Regions from separate parts of the Mus musculus genome. Here all the other regions are linked to region 4. The links are chromatin contacts, called in public promoter capture Hi-C maps. All regions are on one chromosome and are shown on one strand. The core of a region is the stretch at or near the end of the contact, and the rest is flanking DNA. Distances in the headings are between cores, read along the strand shown.

Region 1 (2,871 bases), core at 293-2,792, 2.5 Mb before region 4:
CACTAGGATCCTCACCCCAGGGGTCCCGCCTCCCTCCTCCCTAACAAAACTCCGACTTGCTGCACTTATCCATCATCCTGCAGGACTCTGCGTCTACAGGAGTCCCAGCGCTGCCATCCTCATCTTGGCACAATGAAGAAATGTACCCAGTGGGGAACAGGCCCAGCATGGTGGAGCCAACGAGGACAGGAGAATGACTGTCATGACTGTCGATGATCCTGGCTGAGCTGCTGAATTAATTCATCCCACAGTCAACCCTTCAGTCGGGTTCTTATGCGAAGTCATAAATCTCCTTATCATTTGAATGAGCTGTGCCTCCCAATAATTACAGCTACAAGCAGCCAAAATTATGCATGGGGCTTCTAGGGGAGATAATCTCAAGGTCCACCAAGCACTTAGAAGTGATACTCCAGGAAATAAACCGACATCTAAACACCCTCAAGTCCAGAAGAGACATGACGACGGTGACCCCAACCGTCTCCTGGTCCTACAGATGAATTTGGGCGTCCCCACAGCTTCAGTGCTTAATCACACTTATCTAGCTCGTGTCAGGTTCTAAGGGGAGCCGGTCCCAGGGAAGGGAGAGAAAAATGAAAAGAAAATGCAATTTAACAGTAGCCCACAGAGACCACCAGGTGGGCGAGATTCATGCCACAGAATCTCCATTTGTCTCCCTGGCATCTCTTCAGGGAATCGTATGCTTGGGGTCCTAGCAAAGCATTGCTACTTACGCGTGCGTGCGTGCGTGCGTGCGTGCGTGCGTGTGTGTGTGTGTGTGTGTGTGTGTACACACGCACATCTGCCACGGGGTCTGCAGTCTATCAACTGCTTGAGACAGGCTCCTTGGCCTGACCATAAATGGGAGGTCAGGCCCTCACTGACAAGTATCCTGAAGTCCACACAGGGACAGCTGTTAGCGGGATCAGGAATTGGGGACGGGATTGAGGGACAGGCTGGAGTCTACTCTCTTGGCTGTTCAAAATGCAGCTTCCATTGCATGCCTGCAGCTCTGAAGCCTGTGGTATTAGGATTGGTGACACACCCTACCCACTGGCCTAGAGCCCATGTACTCCAGGGTAAGTCAGAACAGGACACAGTACCGGCACCAGAAACTAGGTTAGAGATGCAAGTTCCAGACTGCGCGCCCAATCGGCTGGAGCTCACCCTGGGGTAGGGGCAGGAAGCAGGAGTTTAACAAGCCCACAGGAAAGTGCAACAAACAGAAAGGAGTGGGTGTGGTTCCTGAGGGACGGACCTAACCACAGAGGTTGAATGAGCCCACTGGATAGATGAGCACCCTCTCCCATGGCACTAGAGAAGTAGAAAGAGCACCATCTTCCTTTGCTCTATATCAACCTTACATTACAGACCGCATGCCCGAGACCCCGAGGGCTTCACCCTCTTGCCCTCTTTATCTGCTGGCTAAGGAGAGACATAAAAGGCTGTGGTCATCTGCCAACTGTCACGGTCACCGAGTATGCTCTGGTGTTTACACTCACTTGCACTCTGCCAACTTCCTACAGTGAAATTTTACTGCTGTTGGAAAAGCAAACAAGAAACTCTAACCTCATGCCCTCTGATGTCACCCTCTCATGTTCCCCCACTCTGTCTTCAATCGGTCTCGGCACATTTCAGGGGCTGTCGGGCCAGGCTCCCTAGGAATTGCTGAACCTCAAACCCATATGCTTCGGAACCAGCTGGGGTGAGGCCTCCCAGAGAAGCCACACTGACCTGGCCAGAGGATGTCCTCTTCTCTACAGCCCAATGCTGGGCAGGGCTGATCACCTCCCATGTTGGCTGAGCACTCCTGCATTATGTATCCTGAGCACTACCTGACTATTTCCACAGCCCTGCCAGACTAGTATATCTCTCAGGCTACAGATGGGGACATGTGAGGCTCTGTTATCCCCTGCCTAGGTCTGGAAACCAAGAAGTGGCCAAGAGGGCCTCAAGCATAGGTCTCCTGTGGGGTTGCAGAGAACAGGAGCACCCTGGCCTGGCACGGGACATACCTGCCCTTGAGTTGCCTTCCTTATCCAAGAAATGGACTCATGCCCATCTCATCCCCGCTCACAGGACAGAATGGCTGTTTTTTGTCAACACATTATCCCTTAAGGCTTGAGCACACAGGTCAAGGTCTTGATAAGGACCCTTTGAGAGAGGTCCTTACTTTCCCCACTAGTGTCCCGGAACCAACAGAAAGGGCCCATTATCCTTAACATCTGAACTCCGCACTGTCTATCACATAAGAGGGACAGAAGCCTATGGGGTTGTCAGGCTGGCCCTTTCTGAGATACACATCTGTGATTAGGCTGTCGCTCACCTGTCCTTGTACCGAGCGCTTACGGGATGCACCATCCAACACACACTTCCCCTCTTCGGGTCCTTATCAAGACCCCGGGAGAGCCATTTTTACTTATCTAACTTTGTAGGTGGGGACATGGGGTTAAGAGAAGAGGCCTGTGTAAGGCCGCCTGGGACTAGGGATGGTCCTGGTAGTGTCTGTCAGCCATGTCTGAGGGTTCTCTTGTATTTACCAGTTTAACAGACTGCATACCCATGAGGGAAAGGCGTGTATCCCTCATTGGCTTTGTACTGCACCTGGTCTATTGTAAGCATAAGCTTGTTCTCTCTCTCTCTCTCGTTCTCTCTCCCTCTCCCTCTCCCTCTCCCTCTCTCTCTCTCTCTCTCTCTCTCTCTCTCTCACACACACACACACACACACACACACGAGCGCGCGCACGGAGCACGATACCACAGGGAACTGGAATGGGAGCCTCTGGATTTGGACAAACTCTCCACGTCCTAAAGTGGCTCTACTGAAAACAGCCCAGCCCTCTGTGACCGTCAGGCTTTTCTCAGCGGGCCTAC
Region 2 (2,700 bases), core at 16-2,515, 2.6 Mb before region 4:
TCATTCGCTGCCAGCGAAGCGGGCTCTGTGTTGCGCTGCAGAGACCGGAGGCCGCGGCAGACAGGAAAGTCGCGGCCACCTTGCTAGTGTCTGAAAGAGCGACAAGGTCCCTGGAGGGAGGACGAAGTTGGAGAAGATCCTCCCGGTTCCCTTGTCACCTCTTTTGCCCAATTCTTGCAAAAGTAACCCACCTCTCTCTGCTCTGCTATTCGGCGCAACAGTGACAGCTGGAAACTGCTGTCGCTTTCCCAGGCAGGGAGAGTGTGCCAAGCCCTCCCTGGTTTCCCAGCCCACCCTCGGGGACGCGGGCAGCGTCGCGGAGCACCGAGCGGCCTCCAAGAACCTGAGTCCCCTGTTTTGCACAGACTGCGCGGCGAGGCCCACCGCGCGGAGCGTCCCCGGGGTCCCTTCCCGCGGCCCTGCGCTATGCCCCGAGACTCACGCTCTTGTCTATGTCCAGCTTGAGTTTCTTCTGCGAGATGCTTTTCTGCACCCTCTTGCTGAAGGAGGCGTTGCCCGCGGGCCGGACGCAGCGCTCGCCGTCCGCGATGAGGCAGCAGCTCTGGCCGTAGCCCGGGGCGGCGGCGGGGGCGGCAGGGGGCCCTTCGCGGCTGTCCTCCTCTGTGCTGAAGCCGTTCATCTCCCCGCCCCGGCCCGGCCCCTCCGGGGGAGGACCCCTGTAGGCCACTCCGCGGCTGCTAGCCCCGCGGGGCAGCTCTTCGCCAGCCCCGCGCCCGGGTCCCACGGTGCGCCCTGGGTCAGGCGCGCTCCGAGCTCCGCGAGGCCCGGCTGCTCTGTGCTCCTGCAGCCCGGGCCCCGGCGGGGATGCACACGCCGAGGCTCCGGCCGGGGCTCACGAGGCTTCCCCCGGGATCCGGGCCCGGCCGCCCTGGGGCTCCCGAGGCCCCCGCCGGCTCCCGCCTGCTCCGCGCCGCGCGGCAAAGTCTCCACCCCGTGGCTCCCCGCGCGGGGGCCCGGCCTCGAACCTGCCGTGTCCGGGCCCCGCGGTGTGCTCGGGCCGCCCCAGCGCCTGGCCGCTCGGCGGCGCCCCGAGTCCCCGCGGCAGCCCCTGGGCCGCCCCGGCCGCCGCCCGCCCGACGCGCCGCACCACAACAGTGCGCTCCCCCGCCCGCCGCGGCACAGCGGAAGTCCCGCCTCTGTGCGCTCAATGGTCGTATTCTTTATGTAGGCGGGGCCCACGTCGCCGCTGGCAGTTCCCATTGGGCGCCATCGCTGCCGGTCTCCGGTGCCAGGCTACTTCCTGGACTCTGCTGGGATGGGTTCAAAGTAGAGAAAGTGCAAGAGGGAAGAGTTACCCGGGCTAGAGAGGACAGCGGGCCGCAGGTTTAGTCCTGGTTGTGGAGTGGGATGCTGAGATGGGTCTGGAGGGATGCAGGATGTTCTAGGCCGTTAGGATGGTAAATAGGGACCTCGCTCCGCGAGGGATGCTGAACGGGGTCTGGAAGAATGCAAGATGTCCTGGTCCGGGCCAGGAATGGTGAGCGAGGTCCTCTGGCTCTGGGGCGAGATGCTGTGTTAGGTCAGGAGGGACGCGGGGCCTCCACCTCAGGGAGTGGTGCTGAGCGGGATATGGAGGGTCGCAGGGTCTCCATTCCGGGATGGGATGTTGAGCAGGTTCCCAATCCCAGCGCGGGATCCTGAGCAGAGGTCCGGCTCCATAGTGGGGTTGTGAGCAAGCCGGTTATGGAACGAAATGCTAAGCCGGATCTGACAGGCCGCAAGGTCTCCTATGTTGAGTGGGGTCTGCGGGAAGCAGGGACAGACTTGCAGCAGAGATCACGTTCGCAGTGGACTGAAGCATCGACGTGCGGAGGAAAACTGAGGGACAAGGGAAGGGTATGGGAAGGAGACCTTAGGGAGAAAGTGCTGCCAGGAGAACAGACTGGGCAAAACGGAAAAGCCTGGGCTGGAGGATCTACGCGGCAGCGGGAGACAGGGTGCATGGTGTGGGACATGAAGCTAACGAGGAAGTGCATATGCGCGTAAAGAGGCACTGAGAGACAGGAGAGGTCGGACAGGTGAACTAGAAATCTTTGAGTACAGCGGGCACCAAGGAAGAAGGGACTTAAGGAGGAGAGCCCAGCGTCAGAGCAACCCTGGCCTGGGTTGATCTTCAGGGTGGACTTTGTGGGCTGAGGCAAAGGTGAAAAGCCCTTAGGCCACCAACGGAGGACTCACCTTCAGACTTGTTAGAGACTGATTTGTAGTTTTATTGCTTCAAGCTAACTCAGACCAACCCGGGAGGAGGCCACCGCACCCTGCCAAGACCAGGGTGTCACCTCGTCCTTGATGCAAGGACACAGGGAATTTTCTGAGGGTCGGGTCCTACAGTCAGTAGTGTTGTGGGGGAGAGGTATGGTTATGGGATGGGTGTCCGGAAAGCTCTTAAATTCTCTCCAGAGGTCTAAAAGTGCGTTTGTACAGTTTACTTTTATTAATTTCACACAGGAGACAGTATGTTAGAAAATACACCTACCAGATAAAAATTTAAGGCCACTGTGGGGGCTGAGGCTGTAATTTGGTGGCAGAGTGGATCAGCACACTCGAGGCTCTGGATTTGTTCCACATTACTACTTAAACAGGATGTGGCGGCACTGGCCTGTAGTCCCACCTTTCAGCAGGAAGATCTGAAGTTCAAGGGCATTCTCTCTCTTTTCTTAAAAGAATTATTTATTTATT
Region 3 (2,700 bases), core at 134-2,633, 3.0 Mb before region 4:
GAGGTGTAAAACATAAATAAAAAGCCCCCGTGGACTGTTCAAGAAAAAAAAAAAACCAACAAAAAGAAAGACAAGGAAAGAAAAAAGAAAAGAAAGGAAGAAAGGAGAGAAGAAAGACATCTTGAATTATACAAAGCAGTTCCTGGTCACGCTTCTGGTTGATCTAAAGCTGACTACAATTCTCCATAAAGATCCAGATCTCTCTAAATACTCTGGGGAAAGGGGGGGAAAGAGATGCCTCAATGAAGAAAGCACTGGCCTCACAAGCAGGAGTTTGAACCCCTGGCATCCACATAAAAGCCAGTTTCAATACTCATGCCTAAAATACCCTAGCTGGAGAGGTGGAGGTCCAGAGGAGGATCCCAGAGGGCTTGCTGGCCAGCCAGTCAGTCTAGCCAAGAGGTTCACTGAGAGATTCTATTTCAATAAAATGAAATAAATTGGAGAGTGACTGAGGAAGACACCCTAATGTCAGCCTCTGGATTATACACACATACACACTGGCAAGCAGACACTCGGGCCCACACACAAATGCAATAGTCTCACACACACCTGCACAAAAAAGGTCACATACACAGTGGAAGTGGCAGCCCATTGGTTGCCTATGTTACTATGTTCCGTCGGGTTGCATTTTGTTATACTCTCTTCCAAAAGATTAAATTAAATGCTGGCAGATGAAGAACCAGCGTCTCCAAGGCAGATAGATAATGCCCAACAGAGTTAGACAAAAAGTTTCCTTATGAACCCAGCCTTCCAAGCCAGAGTTCTAGCCCCTGCGTGTCGCACATGGAGAACAGATGCACATTACACAATTCCAGAATGTTCCAATATTACCTGTGGGCTGTTCTGATCCTGGACTCTGGCCCCTGAGGGGTCATCGAAGTAGTGGCCAAGAGAATTTGAGTAAAATCCCACCTGTTTTCTCTTAACTAGGCTCCCTCAGAAGACCCACAAACCCAGGGATACCCAGGTAAAAAAAGAAGCACACTGCTTCTCTCTGGTGAATTGGAAGGACTTGATTCAGCCAGACACCATGCACTCCGATCCTGAAGACAGTGCAGGAGGGTGCCTGCTGCACAGGGTGCCCCAGAGGAACACCTGACCCCAGACTCCCCTGCCCTGAGCAGGTTTATAGGCCAAGCAGGAGCCCCTCACCTACCTGCTCAGAAGCCTTACAAAGCTGCAATCCAGGCTCAGGACGGTCAGGAGAGAGAGAAGTGTGGTGGGGCAGGGTCCTGTGGGGAAGAGCGATTAGAAGAGGCAGGAGCAGCTGAAGGGCAGCCTGAGCTCCTAGGTTTCCTCTCAGACCCTGCTCTATCTATGTTGGCCCAGATGTAAGTCCCCAACTTCTAGGCGTGAGCCCTGCCTGCCTCCTCCCCAAGGGGCGGGGCCTGATGCCCGAACAGCTTTCAGTTTCAGTTCCTAGAAATGGCTAGTTTTCGGGAGTTAGCACTCAGAGGCCACGTTCTTCTTCAAAGAGAGGGGTAACTGGGCCAGATTCCAGGTATAGAGGTCAGAAGTCTGCCCGTGAAGCCTGCCATTCAGACTTCGGTCAGAGCTGCCTTGTCTGACCCTGCTACCTCCTTTCCGGAGCCCCTCTTAATGATGGCACCATGTTGAGACCCAGCGAACTTGGTCCTTGGAGAACTACTCGCCCTTCATTGCTGCTCCTTGGGGCTTCTGTCGCTTCTCATTGTCTACTCGCTCCTTCCCGCCCACTCAGCTCAGGGGCAGAAATTCCACCTACTCTGCCCTGTTCCAATTCTGTCGTCTCCCCAGGATCAAAGTATGCGGCAGAATATGCCACCTTTAAGTGGTCTCCTTCTGCCCACCGGTTTCTCTTGAGTTCAGGAAAAATATTTAAAACAAAGCAAAACAAAAACCAAAAAATAAAAATAAACACTCTCCCCCCCTCCCCCTCCCCCCTCCCCCTCCCCCCTCTCCCCCTCCCCCTCTCCTTTTTTTTTTGTGTACAGTGATGCCCTGGACCACTGAGTGCCCAGGTAGAGGGGAATGGGCTAGTTTCCCTGTGTAATTGCTTAGCAGGGTAAGTGGCTGATGGGAAGTGTGTGCTCATTTGCACAGTCCATGCCCCCAGGGCTCCCCCCACCCCAGGCCATTTACTGACCTGGTCTTTCATTTTCACTCACTGTCCCTAACATCCTGACTCCCTCCCTCCCCCATCCCTCCCTTCAATAGGTGTGCATGTGCATGAGCCTCGGAGGTCGGAGCAGAGAGTTGGAACCCGTGCAACCGGAGTTACAGGACATTTCTCTGTATAGCTCTGACTGTCTTGGAACTCACTCTGTAGACCAGGCTGGCCTTGAGCTCAGAAATTCGCCTGCCTCTGCCTCCCAAGTGCTGGGATTAAAGGCGTGGCCACCTCTCCCGGCCTGGGCATCAGATCTTAATACAGATGGTTGTGAGCCACCATGTGGTTGCTGGGATTTGAATTCAGGACCTTCGGAAGAGCAGTCAGTGCTTTTACCTGCTAAGTCATCTCATTTTTAAGTGTCTCTGCCACCTGTGACTTCTCTCGCTCAGAAAATGACAGCAGGCAGCACTCTGCAAGATGCCCTTGCACAGGAGTGTTCCTGATCGATGAACTTGGTCAATAGATGATTGACAGGCTGGGGAGATGAAGTCAGTAAGGTGCTTACAGTGCACACACAGGGACCTGAGTTCAATCCTCCAGATCCC
Region 4 (2,700 bases), core at 96-2,595:
CATGAGAAAGACAACTAAAATTATGAATGTCTAGTTGAGCCATAAATGGGGGGGGGGCAGATTCAAGACAATTAGAAACAGGTAAAATTCTTTTAGAACAAGATCTACTCTTGTTGTAGGCTACTGCCTACAGATTACAAGGAGGGGGTAAATCTCTCCTAACAAAATCAAACAGGAAAAATATGAGTTTCATAACAAAAGGACCCTACCATCATTCATACACTGAAAATGTAAACCCGGGTGAGGGAGGATTCAAAGTCACCTAAGGCATCAAGCAAGAGGCAAAAGCTAAAACACGCTCTGCAGATTCCCCAAAGTCAATTCCTTCCAGGACACTATGTTGCTATCCTGACTCAACAAGCCCCCACCCCCTAATTCCATCCATATAAGCAGTCGCTACCTGAATCTGTCAAATTTCAGAAAACAAAACAAAAAGCAAGCGGTCTTCAAGTTAACATCTGTGCTTTTCATGCCCTAGAGCTCTCTTGGTCCCTCCAGTCTATCCCAGGTCCTATTTCATATTTCTAAGTGACTTCCACAAAACTGCAGAACGGTTAGAAACGAAGCCTGCTGAGTGATGAGGAAAGAGAGAGAGAGAGAGAGAGAGAGAGAGGAAAAAAGAAGGAAAGGAAAGGAAAGGAAAGGAAAGGAAAGGAAAGGAAAGGAAAGGAAAGGAAAGGAAAGGAAAGGAAAAAGCCATCAGTGAACAGAACCACACCCAGAACTCAAGCCTGGCGTGGAGAGCCCAGACACAGCGGAGCTAAACAAGGACGCGCGACCCACAGCGGAAGGGACAAGTGCCTTTTCACAGGGCGAGTTTCCCCGCAGATGGCAACGTGGCAGAAAACAAACAGTTGCAGAAGCTGACACCCTGCTGCAGGGATACCTCGGAAGCCCACACACAGCCCTGGACCTCAGTTTCCCCTACTCTCGGAGGAAAGGAGTTGCGGTCTGGTACCCTGTGACCCAAGGCAAGGGCATAGCTCGAACAGCCACATCTGCAAACGAAGGGTTGGTCCGAGCTAGCCGTCAGTGACTGCCGATGTCACCTGGGAACTATGACTGAACACCTGTCAAAGGTGCATGGGAGACCCCACCCCACGGGTGACCTGTCCCTGAGCAGCAGCATCCGTTTGGCGGGAGGTGCTACAGCAGGAGGTGACTCCCGACTGCAGCGCAGGGCACGCACTACTCACCGGTCGGCCCTGCCCGGCCCGGGCTCCCGCTCCGGCTCCGGCTCCGGCTCTGGCTCCCGCTCCTGCTCAGCCCACCTCGCGTAGCCTCAGCGCCGACCCCTAGCCATGGTTTTCTAGCCTCCTGGACAGCCGCTTCCGGGCCCTGTCACGTGATGCTGGCTCCCTAGCCCAGGTCACGTGCCGCTCCATTCCGTGCTCCTCCTCCCGGACCCTTGTTCTGCAGCGCCACCTGGCGGCCGTCAGCCGCTGCTTCAGAAAGGGCAGTGCTTCTGAGACCACCACAGAGCTAAGGCAGACGACCTAGATTTTGAGGCAGTCTCCAGGGAAGTCGGCATGCAAAATATCCGTAATTTTTAGCCTTGCTAAAATTTATTTGTTCAGCATATATTAACGTGCATTTACTGGTTTATAATCACAAGTTTGCACCTTTTAAAAAATAAATCGTGCAGCTAAGCCTGATGGTACAAGACTGCAATACCAGAGCAGAGAAGAAAAATAGTTCAAGGCCTGTTTGGGTTATAGAGTGAGTTCAAGGATACCCTGGGTGATTTAAAGATACCTTGCTTCAAAAAAATTTAAAAGGGGCTACTGGGAAAATGGTTTACTGGATACAATAAGAACCTGAGTTAAGATTCCCAGTACATATAAAGAGCCAGGCAAGACAATGTGTGCCAGTAACACCAGAGCTTGGGGCCAGAGCAGAAGGATCCCTTGGTCTCTTCAGCAGACTAACTGATCTAGCCAAAACAGTGGGCTCAGGTTCAGTGAGAGAACCTGTGGGGAAAAAAAGTTGAGGGAACAACTCAAGCAGACAATGTCACCATCTGACTCCCCGATGCCCCACTCCACACACACACACACATACTCCATATGCTACACACATACACATACACACACACACACACTCCATACACCACACACATAAATATACTCCATACACCACAAACACACACATACATATACTCCATACACCACATACACACAGACATATACTCCATACACCATATACATACATATACTCCATACACCACACACGTACATATACTCCATGTACACACATATATTTCGTACACCACACACATACGTACATGCACATATGTTCCATACACCACACACACACATACACACACACAAACAACATATACTCCATACATCACAGACACATATACACATATACTCATACAAACATATACCACACATACATACATATACTCCATATACCACACACACAGAGATGCAAAGACAACTTCACACATACACATACTTCATACACCACACACACATACACACTCCATATACCACACACACATACATATACTCCATACACACACATATACTTCATACACCTCACACATACATACATACATACATACATACATACACATATGCATATGTTCCATACACCTCACACATACATACATGTACTCCATACACACAGAGATATAAACAGTACATACCACACATGCATATACTCCATATACCACACACACAGAGATGCAAAGAC

What was found. Promoter capture Hi-C pulls out the DNA fragments that hold promoters and counts their contacts.
Region 1: a promoter capture Hi-C map of liver shows a contact between it and region 4, with 4 times the contacts expected there. The contact joins the enhancer-like site here to the promoter of Slc36a1 in region 4. A contact is called at or near these places in 5 of 39 promoter capture datasets (cranial neural crest, embryonic stem cells, hippocampal neurons and 2 more).
Region 2: a contact with region 4 is called in a promoter capture Hi-C map of liver, with 7 times the contacts expected there. The contact joins the promoter of 2010001A14Rik here to the promoter of Slc36a1 in region 4. A contact is called at or near these places in 4 of 39 promoter capture datasets (the 3T3-L1 cell line, embryonic stem cells, hippocampal neurons and 1 more) and 1 of 115 datasets of contacts at active chromatin or transcription factors (astrocytes).
Region 3: a contact with region 4 is called in a promoter capture Hi-C map of second pharyngeal arch cranial neural crest. The contact joins the promoter of Igtp here to the promoter of Slc36a1 in region 4. A contact is called at or near these places in 4 of 39 promoter capture datasets (cranial neural crest, hippocampal neurons, liver and 1 more).

The regions. Positions count from the first base shown.
Region 1 is chr11:57,687,007-57,689,877 of GRCm38.p6, reverse strand. All of the region lies in intron 1 of Galnt10 (polypeptide N-acetylgalactosaminyltransferase 10), which reads right to left. Among named protein-coding and RNA genes, the nearest start is that of Gm51896, 17 kb to the right of the region's middle. Within about 2 kb of position 1,542, at least 84 of the 459 cell types and tissues checked have an H3K27ac peak or open chromatin away from gene starts, as enhancers often do. A contact at or near this core is called in liver, where this site is marked.
Region 2 is chr11:57,800,032-57,802,731 of GRCm38.p6, reverse strand. It overlaps 2010001A14Rik (RIKEN cDNA 2010001A14 gene), which reads left to right and starts at 1,265. Exons shown (of 4, transcript NR_131042.1): 1 at 1,265-1,498. Sap30l (SAP30-like) reads right to left here and starts at 1,095. Exons shown (of 4, transcript NM_001081168.1): 1 at 443-1,095. The coding sequence starts at 640.
Region 3 is chr11:58,198,239-58,200,938 of GRCm38.p6, reverse strand. Igtp (interferon gamma induced GTPase) reads right to left here and starts at 1,383. Exons shown (of 3, transcript NM_018738.4): 1 at 1,160-1,383.
Region 4 is chr11:55,202,985-55,205,684 of GRCm38.p6, reverse strand. Slc36a1 (solute carrier family 36 (proton/amino acid symporter), member 1) reads right to left here and starts at 1,345. Exons shown (of 11, transcript NM_153139.4): 1 at 1,197-1,345.